Linked DNA regions of Mus musculus: all the other regions are linked to region 5. Evidence: chromatin contacts called from public promoter capture Hi-C and targeted proximity ligation data. All regions are on one chromosome and are shown on one strand. The core of a region is the stretch at or near the end of the contact, and the rest is flanking DNA. Distances in the headings are between cores, read along the strand shown. Region 1 holds the start of Ly6a (lymphocyte antigen 6 complex, locus A). Region 2 holds the start of Recql4 (RecQ protein-like 4). Region 3 holds the start of Slc52a2 (solute carrier protein 52, member 2). Region 4 holds the start of Adck5 (aarF domain containing kinase 5). Region 5 holds the start of Eef1d (eukaryotic translation elongation factor 1 delta (guanine nucleotide exchange protein)). Region 6 holds the start of Arhgap39 (Rho GTPase activating protein 39). Region 7 holds the start of Rpl8 (ribosomal protein L8).

Region 1 (3,344 bases), core at 365-2,864, 910 kb after region 5:
TACTCAAGTACACTGTAGCCCTCTCCCAGAAGAGTTAATGTGAGTGGTCTGTCAGTAGAATGGGCAGGAGTCCACCACTAAGGGAAGCTAGCTCCCCAACAATGGGGCTGGGTGGAAACTGGAGGACTCATGAGAATTCCTAGTTTAAGACTTTTAGAGAAACAGTGCACGGCACTGTGGTTATATGGCCTTTCCCTCCAAAGAGAAGGTGATGGCCCCGTTGTCATCCTGGAGTAGGGATAATGTTGGCCCAGGAGCCCTGGCAATAAATAGAGTCAGAAGAGCAAAACAGCAATAGGTCTGTGATAATGGGCAGAACTCTCTATACTCAGAAGGGAGGACTGTCACCTGGGGTTCCAGCCATGACTCCCTCCTGTTCTCCGCCAAGCACAAGTGGTCTCAGAAGATACTAGAATATAGAGGATACAGAGGATTTACTGAAAGAGGGACTCCGTGTACTGCTTTTATGATGGGGTGAGATTTGGTGGTGACTAAGCTGCTCAGAATTTATGCATATTCCTGTAAGTGACCTCACCCATCCTCTGGGGGAAAAAAAGCCTCATAACCTCATTGGGTGGTGACATTGGCAGGGTTTATCACTTGGATCTTTCCTTGCCGCTTTTTCTTTGTTTGCAGAGGCTTGCTGTCTCCTGCTCTTTCTTTCACATACACTTCTTCATGCATGAGCCAATACCGAGCACAGCATGTGACAGAATTAGAGAGACAACATTTCTTGCTTGCTCTCTTCCTCTTACCACTGTGCTGGGTTATGCGGTGTTGGAGGCAAACTGTTTGCTTATATGATATATTATAGGGTAAGAAGGAAGGGGTTTTTAGTGGTGCTCGGGCAGAGGCCATGGAGTGTAAGCAGCCTTCCCTGCTTAAGTGGGGTGCGCTCAGCTTCACTGATGCTGTGGTCCATTTTGGGACTCAGTTGTCCTGTGAGCACAGCTGTTCATTTGCTGTGGTATCATCTCAGGATGATTTCCAGCTCAGGTCTCTACCTCTGTCCAGCACACACAGCCCCATACATCCCCAAACACATCAGACACTGCTTGGTAACTTCCATCCCAGTTGCCAGTTAGTTCTTGCCTCAGGACTCTCACTTTGTGGATGCAAGAGCCTACTGGGGGCTTGCTCACCAGAGCCAGTCTTTAAGTATTTGTAAATTGTTTTCCTGCTTATAGGAAGGAGGGCCATTGGCTCTGAGCCACTGCAAACCATACCTTCTATTTAGACACAGAAAAAAGCCAGGTAGTGGAGGCAGAAGTATCAGCGGCTGTTGTGCACCCCTTTGATAGCTGTGTGTTGGAGCCAGCCTGTTCTACTGAGCAAGTCCTAGGACAGCCAAAGCTACACAGAGAAACTTTGTCTCAAAAAAAAAAAAAAAAGTCAAAAAAAAACCCAAAATAAACAAACAAAAAACACGAAGCTAAACAAAACAAAAACTAGTAAAGGGCTGAGCAACTTGACTTCTTCCCTTGCTTTCTAATTGGCAAGCACAAGTCAACTGTGGCCTCTGGCCCTCGGCCCTCTCAGTTCTCCTGCACCATGGTTCCTCCCCAACTGCTATAAATCTGGCTTGATCAGGTCACAAACAAATCTTGCTACCTCTTAACCAATAAACATGATGGCCTGGAAAAGGTTAAGTACTGAAACCCCTCCCTCTTCAGGATGCCAGCTGGGAGGAGCTGAAGGAAATTAAAGTACTTCAGTCCACATCTGACAGAACTTGCCACTGTGCCTGCAACCTTGTCTGAGAGGAAGTAAGGACTGGTGTGAGGAGGGAGCTGCTAGGTGACAAAGGGAAGAGCCCTCAGGATAGGGCTGGGGTTGGGAGTGTGGGATTAGGAAGGAAGAGCTGGGTGGGTGGTGGGTGAGAGAAGTAGGCAGACATGTATTCCTCAGGGAAAGCTGTGTGGAGGGTTGGAGGGAGGGAAGATCGGATGCCTGAGCTCTGTGAGAGCCCAGGGATGTGATTGGGGGTCTATTAATTGGCTCCAACTTCCAAGGTTTTATCTGTGCAGCCCTTCTCTGAGGATGGACACTTCTCACACTACAAAGTCCTGTTTGCTGATTCTTCTTGTGGCCCTACTGTGTGCAGAAAGAGGTGAGGTAGAAAATGAGAGAGGGGCAGAAGGATACAATGGAGATGGAAAAGGGCCTCAGGGTTGTGGGTACACCTACACTTCCATTGTGTGCCCAGTACCCGAGATGTGCTGGGGTCATGGGATTGGGAATGGGCTTGTGGTGGGTGAAGCCTTCTGTGGTGGGGTGCTTTACTGGGTCTGTAAACCTGTCAGAACCTGCCTTGCAACCATCACCACATACCAAAAGGACACGTGGAGCTCAGTATCTCTGCCACAGAACCTGGCCACCAGAGCAGCCTGTCCTTAGACTCTACCCTTCTGCACTGGCCTCCCAATCAGGACACTGGCCTGTGTGCACACAAACTGGAAGAGCCTTCTTTTTCTCCCCAGATGCCAAGTCAATGGATTTGGAATCCTTATTGCCTGGACTTTGACTTTTCCTTATGTCCCAGCCCATGCCACATGAGACCCAAATGCTATGCCTTCTGTACTCTAAGAAATTCTGAGCTCTAAGATACGCCTATACTTGTAGTTACATGTGTATTGCAGGAAGCCTCATGGTGAGCCTCAGCTTTAAGCTGACTCTGGGAAGTTCTGTGCTTTGTCATGCTCCAATACCCAGGGGCCAGCTCTGCAGGTGTAGGGTAGGACAGGTCAGAAGAGCCCTCTCTATTTGGTGGCCCCAGCATCTACTTACACACCCACTCACTGCTTCAGCGGACATTTGGTATCTATATCTTCCCAATATGGTGGCTGTCTCTTTAATATCTCTTGGGGTGCACATGTCTCCTGTGGGGCTGTGTAGCTGAGACAGCAGTACCAGGCATCTTTAAACAACAGTGGTTCTTGGTTCACTCTTGACTGAACAGTAATGTCCTTGCTCTGACCTAGCAGCCAGCAGCTGTGTGCAAGTAAAGACATTGGAGAGGAGGGGTCTGGGCTAGGAATTGCATGTACTAGCCCTCATGTATTGGCTTGTCTCTCAGCTCAGGGACTGGAGTGTTACCAGTGCTATGGAGTCCCATTTGAGACTTCTTGCCCATCAATTACCTGCCCCTACCCTGATGGAGTCTGTGTTACTCAGGAGGCAGCAGTTATTGTGGGTAAGTTCTTTGTGGCCTATATAAAGATGGCTGAGGGTGGCTTTGGAGAAAATGTCGAGTCTGGGCACTTGTTGTGGACCATGGTTCCCCTCCCCCCAAGTAGAGCTTTCCTTGTGTTGGAGGAGAACTCTTGCAAAGTGGGGGCTGTTGG
Region 2 (3,687 bases), core at 702-3,201, 800 kb before region 5:
CTGTCTGTTAAAAGAAATAGCTCATGCTCTGCAGGGCCCAACACTGATACTTTAGGTCTCCCAAATGACAATGACTCAGAAATCCTTCCTCAGAAGTCTAGTAAGGGCTAGGCATGGAGTTGTACACCTTCAATTCCAGCACAGAGGAAGGCAAGAGGGAGGTAGATCTATGAGTCCGAAGCGCACCTAGTCTATTTATAGTCTGTTTATCCTTACAGTGACATCCTAGCCAAAAAAAAAAAAAAAAAAAAAAAAAAGGAAGGAAAGAAAAGAGAAGAAGAAAAGGGGCTGGGAGACGCCTTTCTGTATAGCTCTTACTGAACATGAGGACCTGATTTCAGACCACAGAACCTATGTAAAAGCAGGATACAGGTGACACAGCTCTGTAGCCAGCACTGGAGTCAACAGAAGACTCCCTGAACCTTACTGGCTGGCTAGCCCACTATTGAGTTCTAGTAGATTTGCATGTTTGCTTGTAAAATGGGGGTGGGAGGGTGGGGTGGAGAAATGGTTCAGCAGTTATGAGCATTTACCGATCTTGCAAAAGACCCCAGCCTGGTTTCCAGAACCAACATGGTATGTCACAGCCACATGGAACTGATGCAGGTGCCCCCTTTTGACCTGAAGCTTTCACATGCACATGGTGTATTTTCCTACGACTAGGGAAAGTAAATATTTTCTAAAGTGAAGTAAATCCCAGACCTCTCTTCCCACCAGACTGACAACAGAGGATTCCTCCAGAGCCAGTAGCCTAACATCCTGACCCTCCACGTAGATGTGCCTTTGGAGTTAAAGAAGTCTAACACAGCTTAGTGAGTGCCAGGCTCTGGGGTTTTTTTTTTGTTTTTGTTTTTTAAAGGATCCTGTGAACAGATGGTGTGCAGCATCTGAGACCAAGGCCCTGAGTTTGAACTCCAGAGATAGCGGATTTCTAGGGTATAACTAGGCAGAGAAATCCCTGAGGAAGAGCAACTCTCACCCTCTGTGGTCCTTGTCTCCTATTCGGGTACCTCCTCTTCACTGAGAAACCATGTCTTAAATTCACGAGATTCATAACGATCCAAGCCAAAACTGCTAAAGCGTTCCAGCTGAGAAGCCACATACAAAAGATCCTGAGCCTGAATGATTCTTGCTATCCTGGGTCAGTAGACTTCCTGTGGGCAAAACACCTTACCCTCAGAACTATGCTACAGTCCTCAGCCCACAACAGAATGGAAAACCAGGGCCTAGGCCTTACGCAAAGCCGCAGCAAGGGACAAGACTGGGGACCAGAAAGACTGATGAAGCCCAGGGTTTGCTTGCTTCTAACATCTCCTACGAGTCCTTAAGGCACGCGTCCCTGGGGAACCCCGCGTGACTGTCCTTGATCTGGCTCTAGCTTAAGATAATAGGACTGCCTAACTGACAGGACAAGCCAACCAAACACCTGTCATAAGAGGAACCGGTGGCAGCCCGCCTGGCCTCCAAGCAAGGATTGCTTCTGGGTGATGCTACTGCACACAGGACACAGCGGTCTCTGCGGCATACAGACGCGCACGCTCGGATCCTTGGAGAAAACAAAAAGCCCGGAACATCAACTGACCCGGGCGAGCCTGGAGCCACAGGCCGAGACCGGCCTCGCCCGCCCCTAGGTCTCCCTTCGCTTGCGGCCCATCCCCGCGCGCCGGCGGCACCTCCCGAGAATCCGCCTCAGCCGTGGTCTTCAAGCGCCAGTCCCCGTCGAACCTGCCGTCCAAGTGCCCTGACCACTAACGGCTGCTTGACTCTCAGCTCGACTCGAATCCCAGCCCCGCGGCCCCCGCTCATCCGCCTCCCCGACTACCAAGGCCTGCAACCCTTCCTCGCCCAGCAAGCCTCGCCCAGCTCCGCGCAGCGCCGGGGCGCGCTGTGATGACGCAACAACTCATAGGCCCGCCCCCTCCCCGGGGGGCTCAGAGCATCTGCAGCACCGCCCGGCGGCCGCTCTCATTGGCTAAGGACAGGACTTTACGGTGGCGGCGGGAGATTTCCCCTAAACTCACGTTCGGGCTGCCATGGAGCGGCTCGCGACCGTTCGCGCGCGGCTACAGGAGTGGGAACGCGCTTTTGCACGGCTGCACGGGCGACGGCCAGCGAAGGTGAGGTGGAGTTAGGGTCCGGACAGGGGCGGCAAGTGGGGGATCCTGGCGCAGCCTGTTGCTGACAAGCTTCTCTCCTAGGGGGATGTGGAGGCGGCACCTGAAGAGACCCGCGGTGAGCACTGGGCTGGTGGACCAGGGACAGGGCGAATGTTAGTGGGTATGCCCCTGACCGCCGACTTCTGCCTTCCCAGCGCTCTACCGTGAGTACCGTAACCTAAAGCAGGCGGTGCGTCAGGCTGACGACAGACATCGTGTCCTAGAGCAATCACTTGCCGAGGCAGCTGAGGAGGTATCAGTGAATCCCACTCTCAGCGGTCTGTGGTCCAAATGGCAGGAACCGAGAGCATTTTGCAGCCGTGCCTCCATGGAGCACAGAAGTTGGGTGGCCAGGTCCTCCCATGGGGGTTAGGGGAAGCTTTAGAGGCACTTCTGTGCCCATGCCATCTTTTAAACTGGTCTAGGTTGCTACTATCTACTGCAGGCACAGGAGCCAAGCTGCTGGGGTCCCCACCTGAGTCGAGCTGCAACGCAGAATACGCAGTCTATGCCAAAACAGAGCCTACTGAGTTCTGTACAAGACTATGGGAAGAGGCTCAAAGCCAATCTGAAAAACACAACACAGGTAAGACGTGGAGGTGAACCCAGAACTGCCTTTGGCCCTTGGGTGGTTTGCCAGGGTCCTTCTATGTCCACCCTTCCTTATAGCACGCACGTACGCTCCTGTAATAACTGGGACTAGGTTCCTAACGGTGCTCAGGCATCTCCACTCTTATTGTCTGTCCCAAACTTCTGCAGTAACCCAGGTCCTGAATTCCGATTTGCTGTTCTGTCTTTCTAGACTGGACCAACCCAGAGCAGAAAACTCCAGCTTCAGAAGAGATCCTTGTCCACAGTTCCTGCCCCAAGGCCACCAGGCTCAAAGACTGAATCCCCCTGTCCAGACGAAGCTGACGATGCACTTCCTCGGGTTCCTGAGCCCCGGCCGAGGCTGGGCCAGCTCCAGCAGCTCCGATCATCCCTCAGCCGGAGGTTGACTTCCCTAGACCCTGGTTGGTTAGAGAGGTGTCACAACAGAGTTTCAGATCTTCTAGAGGTTCCGGGTGCTTGTGGGCTTGACCTGAGTGCAGAGGAGTCACAGCCTCAGATGTCAGGCAAGGTGAACATCGCTGATCCTGACATCCAGTCAGAAGTATCTGTACAGAGCCCAGAGGCCATAGCCCAACAGCCAGCCCAGGTTTTGTCACAGAGCCCCAAATCCATCAACAGTAAAGGCAGGAAGCGGAAGTGGAATGAGAAGGGGGAGGACTTTGCACAAGACCAGCCCAGCAGCGGAGCAGGACCCCTGTCTGAGGGAGCCAGGGCTACAGTACATGGGCAAGACCCTCCAGGAGAACCCACACAAGTGAATGTCCCTCAGCCATGCAATTCCTCAAACCAGGCCAGGACAGAGAAGGCTAAGGGCACAACCCACCTCCATGCCTCTCCTCGACCAGCTTCCCTAGACAGAGGGAACTATATTCGACTCAACATGAAAAACAAACGCTTTGTACGAGTTGGGGCCAATCGG
Region 3 (3,275 bases), core at 187-2,686, 630 kb before region 5:
TGTACCTGTTGTGGGTTCAGATGTCGGGGATGGCAGTAGTAACAGGAGGCCTTGGAAGGCAGCTGCTGAAGTGCCCAGAAGGGCAGTCAACACCCAGAAGAACGTGGTGGCAGAAAACCGTTCAGGGAAATTAATGGGAGACACCTCGATCGGAGGCCCAGTGGTCCTGTTGGCAGGCACATGCAGGCACTCAAGGCGGCCCACCCCTTGACCCAGGGCTAGCACACAGGGCAGGAGGGCACTCAGGCCCTGACCCAGGAAGAAAGACCGTAAAAAGGGGGGTGGGAGGTGGCTCAAGAAGGGCAGGAAAGTGACATTAGAAGCACAGCAGGCCAATGCCAGCACAAACGCCAGCGTTAGGAAGGCCACTGAGTACGGCTTTCCTGCCACTGGGGCCACGTGGTTCCACAGAGAGGCCAGTAGGCCTGTGCCCACTATGCCTAGCCCCTGAACCACTCGGATGGGGACTTGCTCGCCCTTGCCGCGAGCCAGACGCCTCCACAGAGTCACCAGCAGCAGACCCAGGTTTCCCAGCGCCACAAGCACAGAGAGGTAGGAAGGGAGGCTCCAACCTGCAGTGGAAGGAGGAGATAGTGTAAAGGCACCAGGCTAAGGAACGAAGAGCAGCAACAGCAGCAGCCTACCTCCGCCCACTTCACTCACCCTCCGGGAGCTCTTTCACCACTACCGGCAGCTCTACCCAGATCCCGTTGACAGCAGCCCAGGAGCCCATGCCGAAAAGGGCCACCAGCAGATGGGTCAGCACCAGTCGGCCCAGCGGAGGTGCTGCCATTAGGTCAAAGGTCAAAGCGGGCCCTCCAGGACAAAGCGAAGGTAACAGTCCGCCCTTTTCCCACGTAGATCCAAAGCTTCTCTAACTATTCTAGAGAAAAAAAGAGTCAAGCTTTTTCACCTGGACGGAGACAAAAAACAAACCAAAACAAACCAAAACAAAACAAACAAACAAACAAAAAAACATGCGAGTGGGCAGAGTCAGGGTCTGAGGTGGCCAGATTGCAAAACCAAGGCACCTGGAGGGAGGCGGCGGATAGATCAGGAGCTGCACCTACCATGGAGCCTGCACCGGGACCCTTCTGTACAAGACTGGCAAGCGGGGGAGCGAGAAGCTGGCTTAAAGCATGGTTCCGGGGAGGAAGATGAGCGAAAGAGCCAGTCCTTGATGCTTGCGGAGGACCAAGTCTTGGCGCGGCTAAACCAGACTGGATGACAGCTAACTTCAGGCAGCCGGCGTGGATCGGCAAGAGGTGTGGCTGGCTGACTTGATTCGATTCTGGGCTCCTCGGCTGAGTGCGGTGCATCAGGGGCGTGGGGCCGGAGCAGCCCGCCCAGCCCCGGGAGCACGCCACTTAGCCCGGAAGGCAGCCAAACCCCAGCCAAAGGGTTGTAGTAAGACGCCGGCTAATGCGCTAGACTGCGGCGGAAGTCCCACCCCCGGAAGCTAAGTGTAGTGTAAAGGAGTGAGCTAAGGGGCCACGCCCCTTCCTCTCTGCCCACCCACCTTCCGCTTTTAGTTCAGCTCCCGGGGGCTATGGCTCCCGTGGCCTCTAGGCGAGTTAGACGTCGAGTTCGAAGCTCCAAGCGGCCCGATGCGCGGGGCCGCTCGGCGGAGGACTGGTGGTGGGACCGCCTGGCACCTCGCGGCTCTGGGTACCACCTGCTGCAAGCGGACAGCATGTTGCTCGTGCTGCCGGACCTGGAGCCTCCCCGCGCTCGTGCGCACCGGCGCGCCCGTCGCCGCGCTCCGAGGTCACTGGCTCGTGGCCCCACGGCTGTCGCCAAGCCCAGGACCAAACCCCGACCGGAGCCGTCGCTCGATCAGGGCCTGGACTCTGGTTGGGGAGACCGTATTCCCTTAGAAGTCCTGGTGCATATTTTCGGGTTGTTGGTTGCGGCTCATGGGCCCATGCCGTTTCTTGGCAGGTACACCAACAGCGCCTGCCGCGGTAGAGACTGGCGCACTGAGCGGGTGCTGCAGAGCAGAGGGCAGAGCAGGCATCACATCGGGCGAACACAAGTGCTCCGGCACCTGTCTTCACTTAGAGCTCAAAGCCTAGCACTGAGAACGGGCGACGGCAGGCTTTAAGACCGCTGCGCTGCTCCTAAAACACTCCATTGTAGGCATTACCCGCAAAAGGCCACGCACTCTCAGCAAACTTTTTCTTCTCCTAGGGCTGCACGCGTTTGCCGTCACTGGCACGAAGCCACCTCCCATCCTTCACTCTGGCATACTGTGACCCTGTCACCCTCGCTGGTTGGCCGGGCTGGCAAGGGCAACCTTAAGGGAGAGAAGAAGCTCCTTGCTTGCCTGGAGTGGCTCGTACCCAATCGGTGAGGGCTCCTTGTCATCTTACTGTCTGTTGTCTTCCCTGCATCCGCGTTGAGTAGGGGAGGATTCTGTCCAGAAGGGGGCAGCGTAAGGACAAGAGCACAACTACAGCCGGGCCTTGCTGTCGCCCAGGTTCTCTCAGCTCCAGAGCTTGACCCTCATCCACTGGAAGTCTCAAGTACACTCTGTGTTGGAGGTAAGAGCTGGAGACTGCCCTGCACACAAGCTGTCACGTTTGAGTGGTCTACTATGGGGAGGGTGCCCTGGTGGTGTACCACAGAGTTGTCTGCCTGCCTGCTCAGTTTCGTCTTGCTGACATCTTAGGAAATTGCTGGAGGAGACAGCAATTTCCATGTAGGCCTGGCGTGGACAGAATGGAGTCATAGCTGGGACTATAGGATAGGCTTGTCATGACTACCAGTGTCCCTGTAGATAGACCTTTACCTGCCCTCCACAACCCTGGATGGTCTCTCTCTCTCTCTCTATCTCTTGCTACAGCTGGTTAGCAAGTTCTGCCCTCGGCTCACCTTCCTCAAGCTTTCAGACTGCCACACTGTGACTGCTGAAACTCTGGTCATGTTAGCGAGAGCCTGCTGCCAGCTCCACAGCCTGGACCTACATCATTCCATGGTGAGTCCTTTGCCGTGGGTGGGTGGGGGACCCTGAAATCGCCTGGGCCCTTGTGACATGCATGAGCTGCACCTTTGGGCTGGATCCCCAGGTGGAGTCCACAGCTGTGGTGAGCTTCTTGGAGGAGGCCGGGTCCCGAATGCGTAAACTGTGGCTGACCTACAGTTCCCAGACGACGGCCATCTTGGGCGCACTGCTGGTAGGCTGGGGATGGTCAGGAAAAGGGCTCAGTGGGGACCAGCCCAGGCCTTTGACCTAGCAGTGTTTATCCCACCATTCCAGGACAACTGCTGCCCAC
Region 4 (3,446 bases), core at 413-2,912, 670 kb before region 5:
TGATCCCAGCACTTGGGAGGCAGAGGCAGGTGGATTTCTAAGTTCGAGGCCAGCCTGGTCTACTGAGTGAGTTTCAGGACAGCCAGGGCTATACTGAGAAACCCTGTCTCGAAAAACCAAAAAAAAAAAAAAAAAAAGAAAGAAAGAAAGAAGAAAAAAAACATTCAACTAGACTTCTCTCCAGTGGTTTCATAAAGCAGCAAACACCTGCTCTAAGGAGAAGACACAGCTGGCAAAAGAGAGACATCCATACAAGCCAGCAGCCTGCACCATGAAGACTGCCAAGACTCAGGATAGAGCCCTAGAAAAGATGACTAGATTATGACCTTTGATAGACAGCCCAAGGCAGCTCAACAGGAAACTAAGCCACAGACCATCTCCCAAAGTTAGTAGGTAACAGCCTAGAGATTTGAGCTAGAGGAAGTGGACGTTGTTATTGGGAACCTGCAAGGACTCCACTGTACTGTGCAGTAATTCCTAATCAGAGGTTAAAACTCCCCTTTCTGGTAGGGTGGTGGTGGTACACAGCTTTAATCCCAGCACTAGGGTGGCAGAGGCAAGCAGATTTCTGTGAGTTCGAGGCCAGTATGCTCTACAGAGTGAGTTCCAGGACAGCCAGAGCTAAAACCAAATACCCCAACCTTGGAGGGGGGTAAGCAAGGAGCCAAAAACAAAAAAAACTAAGACAAACAAACAAAAAAACCCTTGCCTTTCTAGCCAGGCAGTGGTAGCATATGGCTTTGATCCCAGCAGAGGATCTCTGAGTTGGAGGCCAGCCAGCTCTACAGAGCTAGTTCCAGGCCAGCCAGGGCTGTCCAAAAACAAGAGAAACCCTATCTCAAACAAAACAAAACAAAACAAACTCCCAGGGCTGTCTAGAGGTGTAAGTGACAAGTAATACGGATATGTGGAAAAGTTTTTGCTACAGTAAAGTGCTGTCTGTGTAAAAGGCAACTTGTCTCTGAGCAACAGGACTCCCATCAGAAAGCACACACCCAGCAGGGCTGTACACTGCAAGCCAAACGTTAACCCACCTCCTGGCCTCTCATTATCTAAACCTACAAGGCCAGATGTACTAGAAAAACAACTTCGCAGAAGTTTAAAAACAACACAACTGAAGAAGGGCCATACTCCAAGGGCAGGGAATAGGCAAGGACACCCCCAGGGCCAGAACAAGGGGCTAAGGGAGTGAGGGCATGCTAACCCAGCGGGAATCATGGGGTTGTCTCCCTTCCAGAAGCTGATAGAGAGGACAGAGCAGCTTCCCGGGGAGACCCGAGGGATGCGCTGAGGACAGAGGCAGAAGGAAGAGGACCCTGGGGTGAGGTTAAATAATGCTGAGTCTTCCCAAAGGCTCTGGGGAAAAAAAGAGGAAGCGGGAATCAGAGTTCTCCAAAGCTTTGGGGTCGATGGGCAGGGCCCGGGCCTGGACTGGATCCAGAACCTCCGGGTACAGAGAGAGATCCCAACGCAGGGATGCGGAGCGCAGAGTCAGGGACCAGGGCGTGCGGGGGCGGGGTCCTCACCGGCCGCCACATGTCCCCGGCAGTGCTCTCTTCCCGGTTTCGCCGCAGACGTCCCTGGTGCCCAGACGACCCCGCGAAAGAGTAGGCAATGCGCTTGCGCACCGGCCCACACGCGCCACACAGACCTGGGTAGAGTGGAAGGGCCACGCCCCCAAAACGTGACGTGACCGCCTCGGCGTGCAGCGGCCCCTTGAGGTCGCCCGGGGCATAGCCTCATGGGAGACACCAAGTGATGAGTCTTTACCAAGTGTTTTCCTTTGTTTATTGTATGTGAATGTTATGGAGCAATTTTCAAGAGTCGGTTGGTGCTTGCTTTCCACCGTCTGTTTTATTTCTGTTGCCCTGTGCAAGCCAGGCTAAGTTTGCGGGCAATTTTCCTCTTCCCACTCCTATTTCACTCTAGAAGTGCTTTTTACATTGTTCCAGGAACTTGGCTTCCTAGGGTAGCCCTTTTACCCACTCAGCCATATTCCCAGACCCTTGAATTGGCTCTTTAATTTTGTCGGGCTCTCGTTCCTTTCTGAAAAGTGACAGTGTAACTCAAAGCTGACACTTGGTCATTTTCACAACTCTCAGTATTCGCTCGCACAGGCAGTTTGGCAACACCTGTTGAGACAGCCACCAAAGCTAGAGACACCCTCGCTTTCTTGCCAACTATGTCAGTTAGAGTCCAGGTTCTTTTTTGTTTGTTTGTTTGGTTGGTTGGTTGGTTTGTTTTGTTTTGTTTTGTTTTTTCTTTTCTTTTTTTTTCTAAGACAGGGTTTCTCTGTGAAGAGTCCTGGTTCTTTGTCCCCCTACTCTTCACTCTCTGTGATACCCAATCCTTCTGCAAATCCTCCTCTGGAGGGGTCCTTACTACCTGGTTCCTCAGAACTCCCCTGAAGTTCCTGCTTCCCTAGCCACGGGTGCTCTTCTCAGCAACTGTCCTAATGTTGACCATTGGGTTCTTTGAGGTCACCTGAGCCTCCCCCCACCCACCCACTGGAACTGGCAAGCTGCCTTCTGGTTGAACATGGCTCTAAGCAGGCTCTAAGATAATGTCATGTCCCCAATTGGCTTTGGAGTGCCTGGAAGGTGGCAGAGTGGCTGTATGAGGGGGTCACAAAAGTCTGTGAGCCAGACGATGTCAGGCAATGGCCTCCTTCCAGTTCATTCATTCTGGACGTCCTTGCAAGCCTAGGAAGTACGTGTAGCTGAGATGTCTGGGCGCAACTGGAAAGCAATGTGTCAGGGACAAAATGGATTCAGGGTGCACAGAGCCCAGGATGAAAAGGCAGAAATGGGTGTTCCGAGACTGGGCTACTTATAAAGCACAGGGGAGAGAGATTGTGGCAATTAGGTCCAGATATACAGTAGGGAACAGATCAAAGTCCTCAGCCCTGTGAGGTCACACCCGAACCAGGGAGACCTAGCTGGGAGCTACCAGGAACCTGTTGGAAAGTCAGGGCAACCAAGTAGCCCAGCAACTCCAGAATACTTATTTAGCCCAAACCTTTCCAAACATTATATCATACAGTCTTGGCCAGCAGCCTGTCCCTGAGCGTCTGCAGCAGTTGGAAGCCTGTGTATTTTTGGGTGACATATGTCAGGATATATACATAAAGTAACTCAAAAATACAGAGGCTCAGAGACCAGGAAGTCTCAAACCTCACAGTGCAAGTGATAGGACTAGCCATGAAACTAAAAGCCAGACTTGGAGTTTGTGTGGTGGAGAATTAGTGAAGAGACCCCAAGGTAGAGACTTCCAGAGTGGGCAGAGGGTGTTTGCAGATAAAGTTTGCACTGTGGAGAGAGGTCAGGATTTCCTAAGCTCCAGTTGGCACAGCAGGGAGAAAGGGGTGGCGGTAATTGGGAAAGAGGCGCAATCTGGAGACACCTGTGTGGGCATGTCCAGCAGCCCCCTCAGGAACACCAGCTCCA
Region 5 (3,581 bases), core at 1,023-3,522:
CTCTGGGATCCTGGCTCTCTAGCCACCTCAGAGCTGTCTCTAGTCCCCAGACAGCTTCCCCAGCAGTAGGTACCAACACTCCTCCTTGTTCGGTGGCCTCCTCCTCCTCCTCTCCAGCCCCGATGCTAGAGGGCAGGCTAGCTGGGGATGGAGGAGCAGCGGGGGCCACCTCTTCTCTGCAGCCTTCCGGAAGGCCTCCATCATCATCCAGGTGTAGCCACTGGGCCACCTCTTCAGGTGCCAGGCGCTTGTAAGCCAGAGCTGCCAGATGTGTGAGGTCACTGAGCACCCTGCTGTGTTCGGCAGTCTCCTCTACCTGGTGAGCTGGCTGCTGCCCAGGCTCAAAGGCTGCTCGCAGACCCAGCAGCCAGCAGCGCTCTATGCTGCCTGCCTGGACCAAGTCCCAAGAGAGGCCAGCCAGGTACAGCATGTCCTTGAGAACGAAGCTTCTCATGAAGTCCAGAGGGGAGCCACTGGCACAAGACACAGCAAGCCGCAGGAGCTCGCGTTTGTACAAATGCTTGAAGGCTGCCACCACGCCGTGCTCCAACGGTGCAGGGATGTGTGCTCGGCTGGTGCCCTTGGATAAGAAGAGCACTCGAACTGCACCATCAGGTGTTTGAAGTTCCTCTGGGGACCCAAGGAGCTCAGGCTGGCACTGCCTGGGAGTCTCCTCGCTCTCCTCCAGGGGAGGCATGCTAGTGGCCCAACTCGGACAGGGTGGATGGGCCACCAGCAGCACAGCCTTCTGTTGCAGGCAGCTTCGGCGCAGGTAGCGCTTGACGCCAGGGACAAATTCCTCGAAGAACCAGCCCCGAAGAAGCGGGCGACTGAGCCAGGCATCCGGACTGTAGCGGTAGGAGGCCGGGAACTTGTCCTGGTTGTGGTGACGCAGGCTGGGTGGGTCCGGTAGCTGCCCGATGACTAGTGGTTTCAGCTTGTGGCTGCCCGTCAGGTTGGCGGCCAGCAGTACTGTCACTCGGTCACTGCGCCAGCGTCGGCTGCACCCACCAGGCTCTTTGGAGTCCCCAGTGCCCGGAGTTGAGGCCTGCTCCGGAAGTAACCTCCAATAGAGACCAGTAACGTTAGCATTGTAGATCTGCTCGTCGCCATAGCCGCCCTCGGAGTGGGGTAGAGTGGCTGGCGCGCCGTCAGGTACGAGAACTGCGCCTGGTGACTGCGCCGGCTCCTCTTTGACAGGCGCGGGGCCTGCGACCGGGGACTCAGCCTCACCATAGATGCGCTGGCTAGAGATGCCATGGCGCTTCTGCCAGCGCCAGAACCAGCCGTGGCTAGCCTTGAAGGTACACTCGGGGCCGTAGATCTGGCGAGCAAAGGCCTCAGCCTGCGCTTGGATAACTGGCCCGGATAGCGGCACACCGTGCTGGCGCAAGGTGAGGAACCACGAGTAGACGGCGCGGTCGATCTCCTCCTCGTTGGCCAGACGCATCTTCTTGCGCTGCGTGCCCACTTCTCCACCCAGCTGGTCCAAAAACCAGCGCAGCTTGGGCTCGTCCTTGAGCCAGCCGCGCAGAGTGCCGCCTGGCACGCCGAAGTCGCGGCACACGCTGGCCTGCCGCTCACCGCCCTTGACGCGCTCGATGGCTTGCAGCTTGTCTTTGATTGAGTAGGCCTTGCGGAAAGTCATCTTCACGGCCACCCGGGGCCGCGGCCCGGGCGCTGGGGGCGGCGGCGGGCGCGCCGTGGAACCCGGGCCGGGCGCCGGCGATCGCGGCGGCTCAGCAAGGCACCGTGGCTGGGGAAGACGAGCGCGATGCGGGACCGGGTGCAGGGCTGGGCCGGCCGGAGGGCTCGCGGGGTACATGGCGTCGGCGCCAGGGACCACCCGGGAAAGCGAGCCTGACACCCCGCGCGGGCCGCTCGGGGCGGGGCTCGGGGGCGGGGCTGCCCGGGTCCCTCCCTTTTGTCTCGCCAGCCTTGCCTGCCCCGGCCCGCAAGGCCCGCCCACTTCGCCTCGTGGCGCCTGCGCACAGTCTGGCCTTGGGCGCGTCACTAGCGCGTGCGCACATCAGCTTCATTACGTCCCGCCCTCGTCGGACGGATCCACTCTTCGAGCTGAGGAGGGGTTCGGCGTGTTGGGAGATCCGGTTCTCCGCTCCTAGCGACAACTCTTGAGGTGAAGCGCGGCTCTCAAGGTAGCTCTTCCTTTGCTTCTACCATGGTGGTTCCTGCATGCATCGTGATGCACGCTCTGAGGGCAAGACAGCGCGTGCCCAGGGTTGGACCCCCCGCCGTGCCTTTCGTGGTCTATGCCGCTGCGTTTTCCGGGAGCTGCGCGGGCGCCCTCCCTCTCCTTTGCAGTCCTGAGCTCGCAGTTCCAGGTTTTGGTTGCTGCGTCCTTGGCTGGCGTGTGAGTACCGGGGGCCCCGCCTCAAGGAGCGCACGTGCGGCGGAGGCCTGGAGTGCCCGGGCCCCGCGCCGTTAGGGTTGCCTCCCGTGGGACAGTGCGGGCTGCGGGCGGGCGTCTGGGCCTGTGTGGAGGCGGGCCGCTGGCCACATGGTTGCCAGATTCCGGAGCGCTGCTTCAGGCTGGCTGCGCGGTGGCTCCGCACATCCCAGCACGGCACGGCCTTGAGTGACACGGTTGCCTGCGGTCGGGCTGGCTCCGGAATTTTGGGGGCCCAGCTCTTGCTAACGCCCTAGGTCTTTGCGGTTAAGCACCAAGGGCGTACCTAACTCTAGGCATAGAGGGAGGTTGCTTCGGGTGCTGACTGGTGGAACTCGTACGGTCCACGAACACAGGGTAGAAAAAAGGGCGTGGTGGTGTCGATTTGCTCAAAAGTAACAGGACTAGCTCTACTTACTGATTTGAATAAGGTGATCTGGGCAGCTTTCTTTGGAAAGGGGCGTTGAAGGGTACGGTCGCCCCTTTTCTAATACATGAGCACTCTCTCCGGGCATCATGGTTTTCTAGAGTGAACGGCTACCCTGCAGCAAAAAGAACTTGGTGAAGCTATAATGTTGGGATGCTACTCCCAAGGATGCTTCTGAATTGGCCCTGTCACTCGGGGATGGATAACTGGGTCTTATCTCAGGCGGATTCTCATGGATGAAGCAAAGGATGGATGTGACAGGACTACCGAGTGCCCCCTAAGCCAATCCCGTGGGGCAACAGAGTCAAGAGGAAGAAGTCAAAGGGACAAGGAGTCCCCTTCCCAGGCTCTGTGATGGCCAGTACATCATGAACCTTCTCTCGGACTGTGGGAGGAGAACTCAGCAAACAGTTGGAGAGTTGGCAGAGGGAGCCATTTAGACTTGGTTGCCTGGGATTTGCTCTGCATGGCTTTCTGCCCTCTCAGGAGAAGGCTGCTGCAGGGTCGTCCTCCGGGCTTATCTTTTGGATAGGTGAGGCTCCGTGGCATAGTACAGATGAGGCAAAAGTGCTTGAGAGGGCTTGATAGCAAGAGTGACACTTGGGGGATGCAGGTAGGAGATGCTGGCATTAAACATTTCTTCTGAGCCAGGGGTCTAAGATGCTGTGTGCCTATTGAATGTTGGAGTCATTGAAACATGTGAAATCCGGGTGCTGGAACGTGCTTTGGTCTCCAGTTCCACACATC
Region 6 (3,600 bases), core at 791-3,290, 910 kb before region 5:
TGCAAAGATAAATAGCCTTGCTGCTTGTGCGTTCCTTTCTGCAGCATTTAGAACGTCTGTTTCCAGCCGCATTGCTGAGGGGGCTGGAGACAGAGCAGGAGCCCTCATCCATACCTAAGAGCAGAGCCCAGGATGACTCAGCAAGGACGTGCTAAGTGTGAGCACAGTGGAGATCCCCAGGGCTTGGGTCTGCAGCACTGCGGGGTGTGGAAGGCTCTGAGCTCTCTTGGTCTGGATACAGATGGAACGCTGTGTGCAGTCCTGGAAGAGCTTTGGGCCATTTTATTTGTCTGCAAGTGGAATTTAAATACGACACAGAGAAATGAAGACATGAGCTGGAGATGACCTGCCACTAGCTTGATGGCCCAAGTTCCATCCTCGGGACTCAATAGCCGAAGAGAAATGACTCCTTTAGAGTTTGTCTTCTGACATCTCTACAGAGGTCTTGACACATGCAGCCCTACAGACATACAAACTAAATAAGCAAAATATTCTGAAGGCTCATTTTCACCATTTTAAAAAATGTGTGTGTGTGTGTGTACACATGAATACTATTGATCTCATGGAGCTGGAGTTATAGGTGTTTTGTTTTGTTTTGTTTGTTTGTTTGTTTTTTGGTTTTTTGAGACAGGGTTTCTCTGTATAGCCTTGGCTATCCTGGAACTCACTCTGTAGACCAGGCTGGCCTTGAACTCAGAAATCCGCCTGCCTCTGCCTCCCAAGTGCTGGGATTAAAGGCATGTGCCACCTCTGTCAGGCATTATAGGTGGTTTTGAGTCACCTGACATGGATGCTGGGAATTGAACTTGAATCCTCAGGAAGAGCAGTATTTACTCTTAATTGTCAAGCCAAGGTAAAAAAAAAGTTTGGTTTTTTTTTTGTGTGTGTGTGTGTGTGTTTTTCTTTTTAAAGTAAAGAACTGGTGTCGGGCAGTAATGGCCCACGTCTTTAATTTCAGCACTAGCAAAGTGAGGCAGGTAGATAGCTCTGAGTTTGAGGCTAGTCTGGTCTACTGATCGAGTTACAGGACAGCCGGGGCTACACAGAGAAACCTGTCTCAAAAAACGAAAACATGAACAAACAAAAACAACAACAACAACACTGAATATTCCGAAGTCTGGGAGGGTGACAAACGCACTTGTAATGTGTTAAAGACGGATTTTAAGTTTGAGGCCAGCCCGGGTACACAGAGCAAGAGCTCGTCAAATACAAAAAACCCAAATGGCAGCTGAGGATGTAGCTCAGTAGGTAAAGGGCTTTCCTAGAATGGGTTTCACCTCCTCAGCTGTGTAAACCGGATATGGTGCCTGTAATCCTCGCACAAGAGAGATGAAGACGGGATTAGAGTTTCAAAGTCATCCTTCGCTACATAGGGAAGTTGAAGGTCAGCCTGGGCCATCTGAAATTCTCTCTCTTAAAAAAAATTAATAAGAAGTTAAAAGGGCCATGGAGTGGGTAGAGGTGCTCTCTGTGCAAGCCTGATGATGCGAGTTCCGTCATTAGAACCCATGGTGAAAGGAGTTGTCCTCCGATTTCCACACGGACACTGTTGGCACGTGCGTGCACATGCTTCACACACAATACACATTACAAAAAAAAAAAAAAAAATAGAAAAGAGAGCACATTTAAAGCTGTGCCTGAGTTACTACGAGAATAGTCAAGGAAATAAAAGGAGGAAAATAATAAAGGGAAGTTACAAACATGGAATACGCAGAGTATTTTAGACAATAGCTACCTTTCCAGAGTCAAGGAAGAGGTATATCTCAAGCTTAGGAACCCCAGCAGGGCTAGAACTAATAGAGTCACGCCACACCCACGTTAGGACACACCTGAGGTGACCCAGACCTCCAGAAGTGGGCGGGTACAGGTGAGAGCGGAACGGCCGGCTAGCGCGGCATCGGGGGCGGGGCCTCCGACAGAGGCAAGGCTCCCTCGGAGCTCCCGAGGGGCTGCGCGGTGGCGCAGGCGCATTGCAGCCTCGCGGGCGGCGCCCCCTGGCGGCGCCACCATCCTCGCGGGGGCGGAGTCGGAGGCGGGGGGTTGCGCTTGGTGACGGGGGACGCGCGGCCGCAGCGCACTGGACCAGCGGCGGAGACCCAGGACGTGAAGCGCTGGCTGCGGCGGCGACGGCGGCCGGGAGCCGCCGGGAGCTGGGGCGCAGCGTGCGGTCGGTGATGAGGGGCAGTGGCGGCGCTCCGGGCGCAGGGCCGGCTGGTGAGAGCGCGGGAGGTGGGCGGCGCGGGCCGGGAAGATGGCGGAGAGGCCTCGCTGCGGCCCCACGGCCTGGCCCAGGCGGAGGCCCCCCAGTCCAGTCGTGCTAGAAATCGGGGCCCCAGGTGACCCGGTAGGGGAGGGTCCGCAGGAGGACGCCGCGGCCAAGGGCCAGGGAGTGTGAAGGCGGGTTTGCGTAAGAGCAGGGGCCCGAGGGTGGTGGGTGTGAGGGTGCCATGGTCTGCACGCGTGCCCGGCCTTTGGATGGGCGTGAGTGCGTGTGTGTCCCTGGCCAAGATAGTTGTGTGCGAGCCCTTTGCTTGAGGTGGTTGGGGTTGGGGTGGACCTGATGGTGGGTGTGAGATGTGAGGGTGCCCGGCCTGCAGACAGGTGTGTGTAGTCAGCCCGAGGACAGGTGTGCGTGCGTTCTGTGTCCAGGCCCAGAGCCGGTGGTGTGCTTGTGCCCTTTCTGTGCACTGGGCTCCGGTCCGTTTGGGGGTGGTGAGAGATAGTGCTTGCCGAACGAGGATCTTGCGGGCTAGGCTTTGTCCGCGATGCCCGGCAGTCGGTGGGCGTCTCTGGGTCGGGTCGTGGCTTGCTTGCGCGTGGTGCGCCCTGGCTTCGCGGCAGGGCCTCTGCGGCAGGCTCGGGTGGTCCTCTCCCCGGCCTTTCAGACTTGGAACTCCCTGGGCGCCTGCTGTTTGGCAGGCGTGGGGTGGGTGGGGGCTGCGAGCCGGCAGGCTGTGCATCCCGGGCCAGGCAGGCTGTCTTTATTTTAAAACGTGCTGCCCGCTTCGGGCGCGGCAGCTGTGGGTGTGTTCCATGCTGCTGCTCACCGCAGCTGCTGTGGGCGCTACGCAACCTTCAGCCGCAAAAATGCGGCTGGACCCCCTCCCCCTTCAGTGTTGTTCGGGTTGGCCAGGCCTCCAGTGACCTCTGCAGAAAAACGTACAGTTGCAAGGCTTCAGTTCCTCCCGTGGTGCAGACAATACGGACGTTTGTCTTTGGGAGCTAGGGAGGGCAATTGAGCACTGCGTCCTGGGCGCAGTCTGTAAACAGCAGGTGGTTTTGTCCCTGCTCCCCTTTTTACAACGAACGTGGGGGGAAGGGAATTAGAAGGAGAGGTGTGACTGGATAGTCCGGAAAGCCAGTCTTCAAGGGATTCTGAGTGCCTAGGAGGGAATAGAGAGATGTGACTCCTTCCAGCTCGTGGTCTAATCAGCTGTCTTGTAAGAGTCTGGAGCAGAGTGAAAATGAGTGCTGGTTCTGGAGCCAGACTGACCGCCCTTGAGTCATGACTCCTCCTTTACTGGCTTTGTGGTATTAGGTAAGGTCTCTCTGCCTTTGGTTTCTTGGCTGTAAAATGGGTACACTAATAGTATTGGTCTC
Region 7 (3,165 bases), core at 282-2,781, 990 kb before region 5:
CTCCCACAAATGGGCAAACCCACCTACCAAACACAGCATGCTTTGACCACGTGCCCTCAGAACTTATCCTATGCAAGGATGAGGTTAGCAGATCCTAAGATGTTTCCAAGTAACTAAACAAGAGATAAGTCATGGCCCCTTTTCACTGACTTGAACATCTTTTAACAGCCACTACTGGTCCTATCTTTTCTAAAATGAACCAACTAAACTCAAGTGCAGGATCAGAATTCCTAGGTCACAGTGCACAAAAGTGTCAAGCGGTGTAATCTTTTTTTAACCTAATTTTATGTATACACAGGCATCTTTACCTACATGTCTGTATCCATACACATTTATACAGTGCCCAGAGACCAGAAAAGAATCAAATCCCCAGGACAGGAATCAGTTAGTTGTTTACGAAGTAGGTATTCTAGCACTCTACAACTAAATCCCCAGTTGCATTCTGTTAGTCTTCTCCCATGACCAAGAAAATAAGCAATGTGGTTCTATGGCCTAGGCCCAGCAGCTGGCAGTTCATATGCCGACCACCCGCGTCTTCAAGGCCCCACTGCCCTCCCGCACTCACCAACAACGGCTCTGTTGGCAGAGGAAATGACCTTCTTGGACCCCGAAGGCAGCTTCACTCGAGTCTTCTTGGTCTCTGGGTTGTGGGAGATGACTGTGGCGTAGTTCCCGGAGGCTCGGGCCAGCTTGCCCCTGTCCCCAGGTTTCTCCTCCAGACAACACACGATCGTACCCTCAGGCATGGTGCCCACGGGCAAAACATTGCCGATATTCAGCTGGGCTGTGGAGAGAGGGGGCAAAACGACTGTTAACGCTAAAAGCCATGCCAAACCCACACCGATCCCAACCCACGAAGCTCAGCTCAGCACCCAAAGTCCCGGGCCCAACCCTTCCTTCCTTCCCCGCCTGGAGGCTCACCCTTCTTGCCGCAGTACACGAACTGTCCAGTGTGGATCCCCTCCGCTGCGATGAACAGCTCTGTCCGCTTCTTGAATCGGTAGGGATCCCGAAAGACGACTTTGGCGAGGGGAGCGCCGCGGCCAGGGTCATGAATGATGTCCTACGGGTCAGGGTGGTGTATTGTATTCTAAGGCCTGCTCGAGACGCCCGGTTCCCCGCCTGCTTAACTCCCGCCGGTGCCCTCCTACCTTTACGATGCCTTTAATGTAGCCGTGTCGCTCCGCGAAGTCCACAGCACGTAGGCGCGCGGCGCCCTTACGGTGCTTCACGTGCGCACGGAAAACAGAACCCGCGCCTTTCCTCTGCCCTCGGATCACACGGCCCATGGCGGCGAGTCTGGAAATGGTTCGAGTTCAGCGTCCAAAAAAATCCCCAGCCTCCTGCCAGCCCCCAAGGCCGAAAGCAACGCCATCCCTCCCTTCTGATCCTGGACGAGTGGGCCAGGCCGCATGACAGACCGCCAAGTAGTTAACGGCGGCGGATGGCGGTGGATAATTTCAAAACCCGCAGCGGACAGAGCACAACTTACCTGCCGGCAAGCAAGGCCGAAAGAGGAAATAGACGGGTCAACGCAGCCTTATCTTCCGGGGCGGGGCCATAACTCCGCCCCTTCCCCAGCGCAATGCCTGTCGGGTCTTGTAGTCACATGCAGGTGTCCTGTGTGTCTACCAAATTGCTGAACCAAGGCAATTGCTGAAACTTGTCGTCCTGGGGAGAGGCAGACTCTGAAGAAACCGACTCAAGAGTCTTACGGAGGAAGGGCGGGAGAGAGGAGGCTTCAAGAGGTGGAAGGATTTGTCCAGGGCAACGCCACGCAGAATCTTGAGCTTCCGAGCTGGGCCCAGACGGAGGAGATTGGATGTGCAGACACTGGAAACCTAGTGCTTTGCCGAACTAGAAGATTGAAATTTGACTGGGTCAGGCGGAGTTCCAGGACAGCCTGGGCTAGAAAACAAGTTCCAGAACAAGCTAGGGCTACAAAGAAAACCCAGTCTGGGGTAGGGGGTTGGGGGTGGAGGGGAGGAAGGAGGTGAAGAAGAACAAGAAGATAATGATTGGGATTTAAGAAGGTCACCTGCGGAGTTCTCAAGATGTCTGGCAAAGAAGCCAAAAGTTAGTGGCCTCAGCAATTGGAAAGAGGGTGGGGGCAATGACCCTGGAGAGCTAAAGCGGGGAAGGAACGCAGCGATGCAGGGCGATAAAGTGGCACAGAGCCCCCCAAACAGAGGTTCTTCATCTGAGTGAAACCTAAGTAGTCAATGGCATAAACGTGTAGACTGAGAGGGAGGTAACTGAGGGTCAGGGTCCCAATTGGTAAGAGAGGTTTGTCAGAACTGGGAGATTTTACATGGCAGAGGCTAAAATTGACATATTGAGGAGGAAGGGACATGGGTTGGTGATCTGACACACTGAAAAGAAGAAGGGACAGGCCAGACGTGGTGGCACATGCCTTTAATCCCAGGGCTTGGGAGGCAGAGGCAGGTGGATTTCTGAGTTCGAGGCTAGCCTGGTCTACGGAGTGAGTTCCAGGACAGCCAGGGTTGTACAGAGAAACCCTGTCTCGAAAAAACAAACAAACAAACGAGGAAAGAACACCGAGTTATCGTCATGGCTCAAGTTCCACAGGATGCTGGTGCACAGGGTATTCCAGAAGGGTAGTGGAGCTTTGGGTGGCAGGGTTCCAGGACTTGCAGAGTGGTAAATCAAGCCACCCAGGGGCAGGGTAAGGAGTTGAGTCAGCCCAGAAGAGAACCAGAATGAAAGATGCCTATACAGAAAAGTCTGTGGGAGGATGCCTGCTAGTGCTTTGTCTTGTGAACCGTGCAGGGCATAGGGCCCTGCCAGCACTAGGGTATATCTCAGCCAACCGGCCCACAGGACAGTTTTGTGAGAGTCTGTAAATGTATGTGCAAGTTTTCAGCCCTGTCACACTCTTCCTATATAGGCATCTGCCACTGGGTTGTCCTTTCAGAAACAAAGACATCTTTAAAAAAAAAAATTGTTGTTTATTTTATATGATCTTCAGCCACACCAGAGGAGGGCATCCGATCTCATTGCAGATGGTTGTGAGCTACCATGTGGTTGCTGGGAATTGAACTCAGAACCTCTAGGTAAAGAGCAGTCAGTGCTCTTAACTGCTCAGCCATCTCTCCAGCCCTGAAAAAAGACACCTTATATATTTATTTATAGACAGGGTTTCTC

The links. Promoter capture Hi-C pulls out the DNA fragments that hold promoters and counts their contacts. Capture Hi-C pulls out chosen DNA fragments and counts their contacts.
Region 1: a contact with region 5 is called in a targeted proximity ligation map of pancreatic cancer cells. A contact is called at or near these places in 1 of 39 promoter capture datasets (hippocampal neurons) and 1 of 130 datasets of targeted methods (pancreatic cancer cells).
Region 2: a contact with region 5 is called in a promoter capture Hi-C map of erythroid cells, with 2.5 times the contacts expected there. A contact is called at or near these places in 2 of 39 promoter capture datasets (erythroid cells and liver), 1 of 484 Hi-C or Micro-C datasets (double positive thymocytes), 3 of 130 datasets of targeted methods (bone marrow-derived macrophages, double positive thymocytes and memory CD8 T cells) and 2 of 9 other capture datasets (adipose tissue and liver).
Region 3: a promoter capture Hi-C map of liver shows a contact between it and region 5, with 3 times the contacts expected there. A contact is called at or near these places in 3 of 39 promoter capture datasets (liver, neutrophils and pre-B cells), 2 of 130 datasets of targeted methods (bone marrow-derived macrophages and memory CD8 T cells) and 1 of 9 other capture datasets (liver).
Region 4: a contact with region 5 is called in a promoter capture Hi-C map of pre-B cells, with 2.5 times the contacts expected there. A contact is called at or near these places in 2 of 39 promoter capture datasets (liver and pre-B cells) and 1 of 9 other capture datasets (pancreatic islet).
Region 6: a promoter capture Hi-C map of erythroid cells shows a contact between it and region 5, with 6 times the contacts expected there. A contact is called at or near these places in 2 of 39 promoter capture datasets (erythroid cells and pre-B cells).
Region 7: a contact with region 5 is called in a promoter capture Hi-C map of liver, with 4 times the contacts expected there. A contact is called at or near these places in 2 of 39 promoter capture datasets (embryonic stem cells and erythroid cells), 1 of 484 Hi-C or Micro-C datasets (neutrophils), 2 of 130 datasets of targeted methods (bone marrow-derived macrophages and pancreatic cancer cells) and 1 of 9 other capture datasets (liver).

The regions. Positions count from the first base shown.
Region 1 is chr15:74,996,301-74,999,644 of GRCm38.p6, reverse strand. Ly6a (lymphocyte antigen 6 complex, locus A) reads left to right here and starts at 1,614. Exons shown (of 4, transcript NM_001271419.1): 1 at 1,614-1,766; 2 at 2,028-2,110; 3 at 3,077-3,193. The coding sequence starts at 2,041. The region is part of intron 1 of Gm28068 (a long non-coding RNA gene); the gene reads right to left.
Region 2 is chr15:76,708,823-76,712,509 of GRCm38.p6, reverse strand. Recql4 (RecQ protein-like 4) reads left to right here and starts at 1,951. Exons shown (of 22, transcript NM_058214.3): 1 at 1,951-2,117; 2 at 2,199-2,232; 3 at 2,312-2,409; 4 at 2,602-2,742; 5 at 2,959-3,687. The coding sequence starts at 2,034. It overlaps Lrrc14 (leucine rich repeat containing 14), which reads right to left and starts at 1,869. Exons shown (of 4, transcript NM_001358891.1): 1 at 1,583-1,869.
Region 3 is chr15:76,536,991-76,540,265 of GRCm38.p6, reverse strand. Slc52a2 (solute carrier protein 52, member 2) reads right to left here and starts at 1,436. Exons shown (of 5, transcript NM_029643.4): 1 at 1,071-1,436; 2 at 664-883; 3 at 1-572. The coding sequence starts at 793. It overlaps Fbxl6 (F-box and leucine-rich repeat protein 6), which reads left to right and starts at 1,520. Exons shown (of 9, transcript NM_013909.2): 1 at 1,520-1,941; 2 at 2,191-2,349; 3 at 2,480-2,543; 4 at 2,846-2,977; 5 at 3,069-3,176; 6 at 3,260-3,275. The coding sequence starts at 1,550.
Region 4 is chr15:76,574,575-76,578,020 of GRCm38.p6, reverse strand. It overlaps Adck5 (aarF domain containing kinase 5), which reads right to left and starts at 1,662. Exons shown (of 15, transcript NM_172960.3): 1 at 1,527-1,662. The coding sequence starts at 1,538.
Region 5 is chr15:75,908,035-75,911,615 of GRCm38.p6, reverse strand. Eef1d (eukaryotic translation elongation factor 1 delta (guanine nucleotide exchange protein)) reads left to right here and starts at 2,272. Exons shown (of 10, transcript NM_029663.2): 1 at 2,272-2,371. Tigd5 (tigger transposable element derived 5) reads right to left here and starts at 1,881. Exons shown (of 1, transcript NM_178646.4): 1 at 1-1,881. The coding sequence starts at 1,825.
Region 6 is chr15:76,816,606-76,820,205 of GRCm38.p6, reverse strand. Arhgap39 (Rho GTPase activating protein 39) reads left to right here and starts at 2,040. Exons shown (of 12, transcript NM_001168288.2): 1 at 2,040-2,214.
Region 7 is chr15:76,902,437-76,905,601 of GRCm38.p6, reverse strand. Rpl8 (ribosomal protein L8) reads right to left here and starts at 1,531. Exons shown (of 6, transcript NM_012053.2): 1 at 1,493-1,531; 2 at 1,152-1,299; 3 at 922-1,063; 4 at 566-784. The coding sequence starts at 1,289.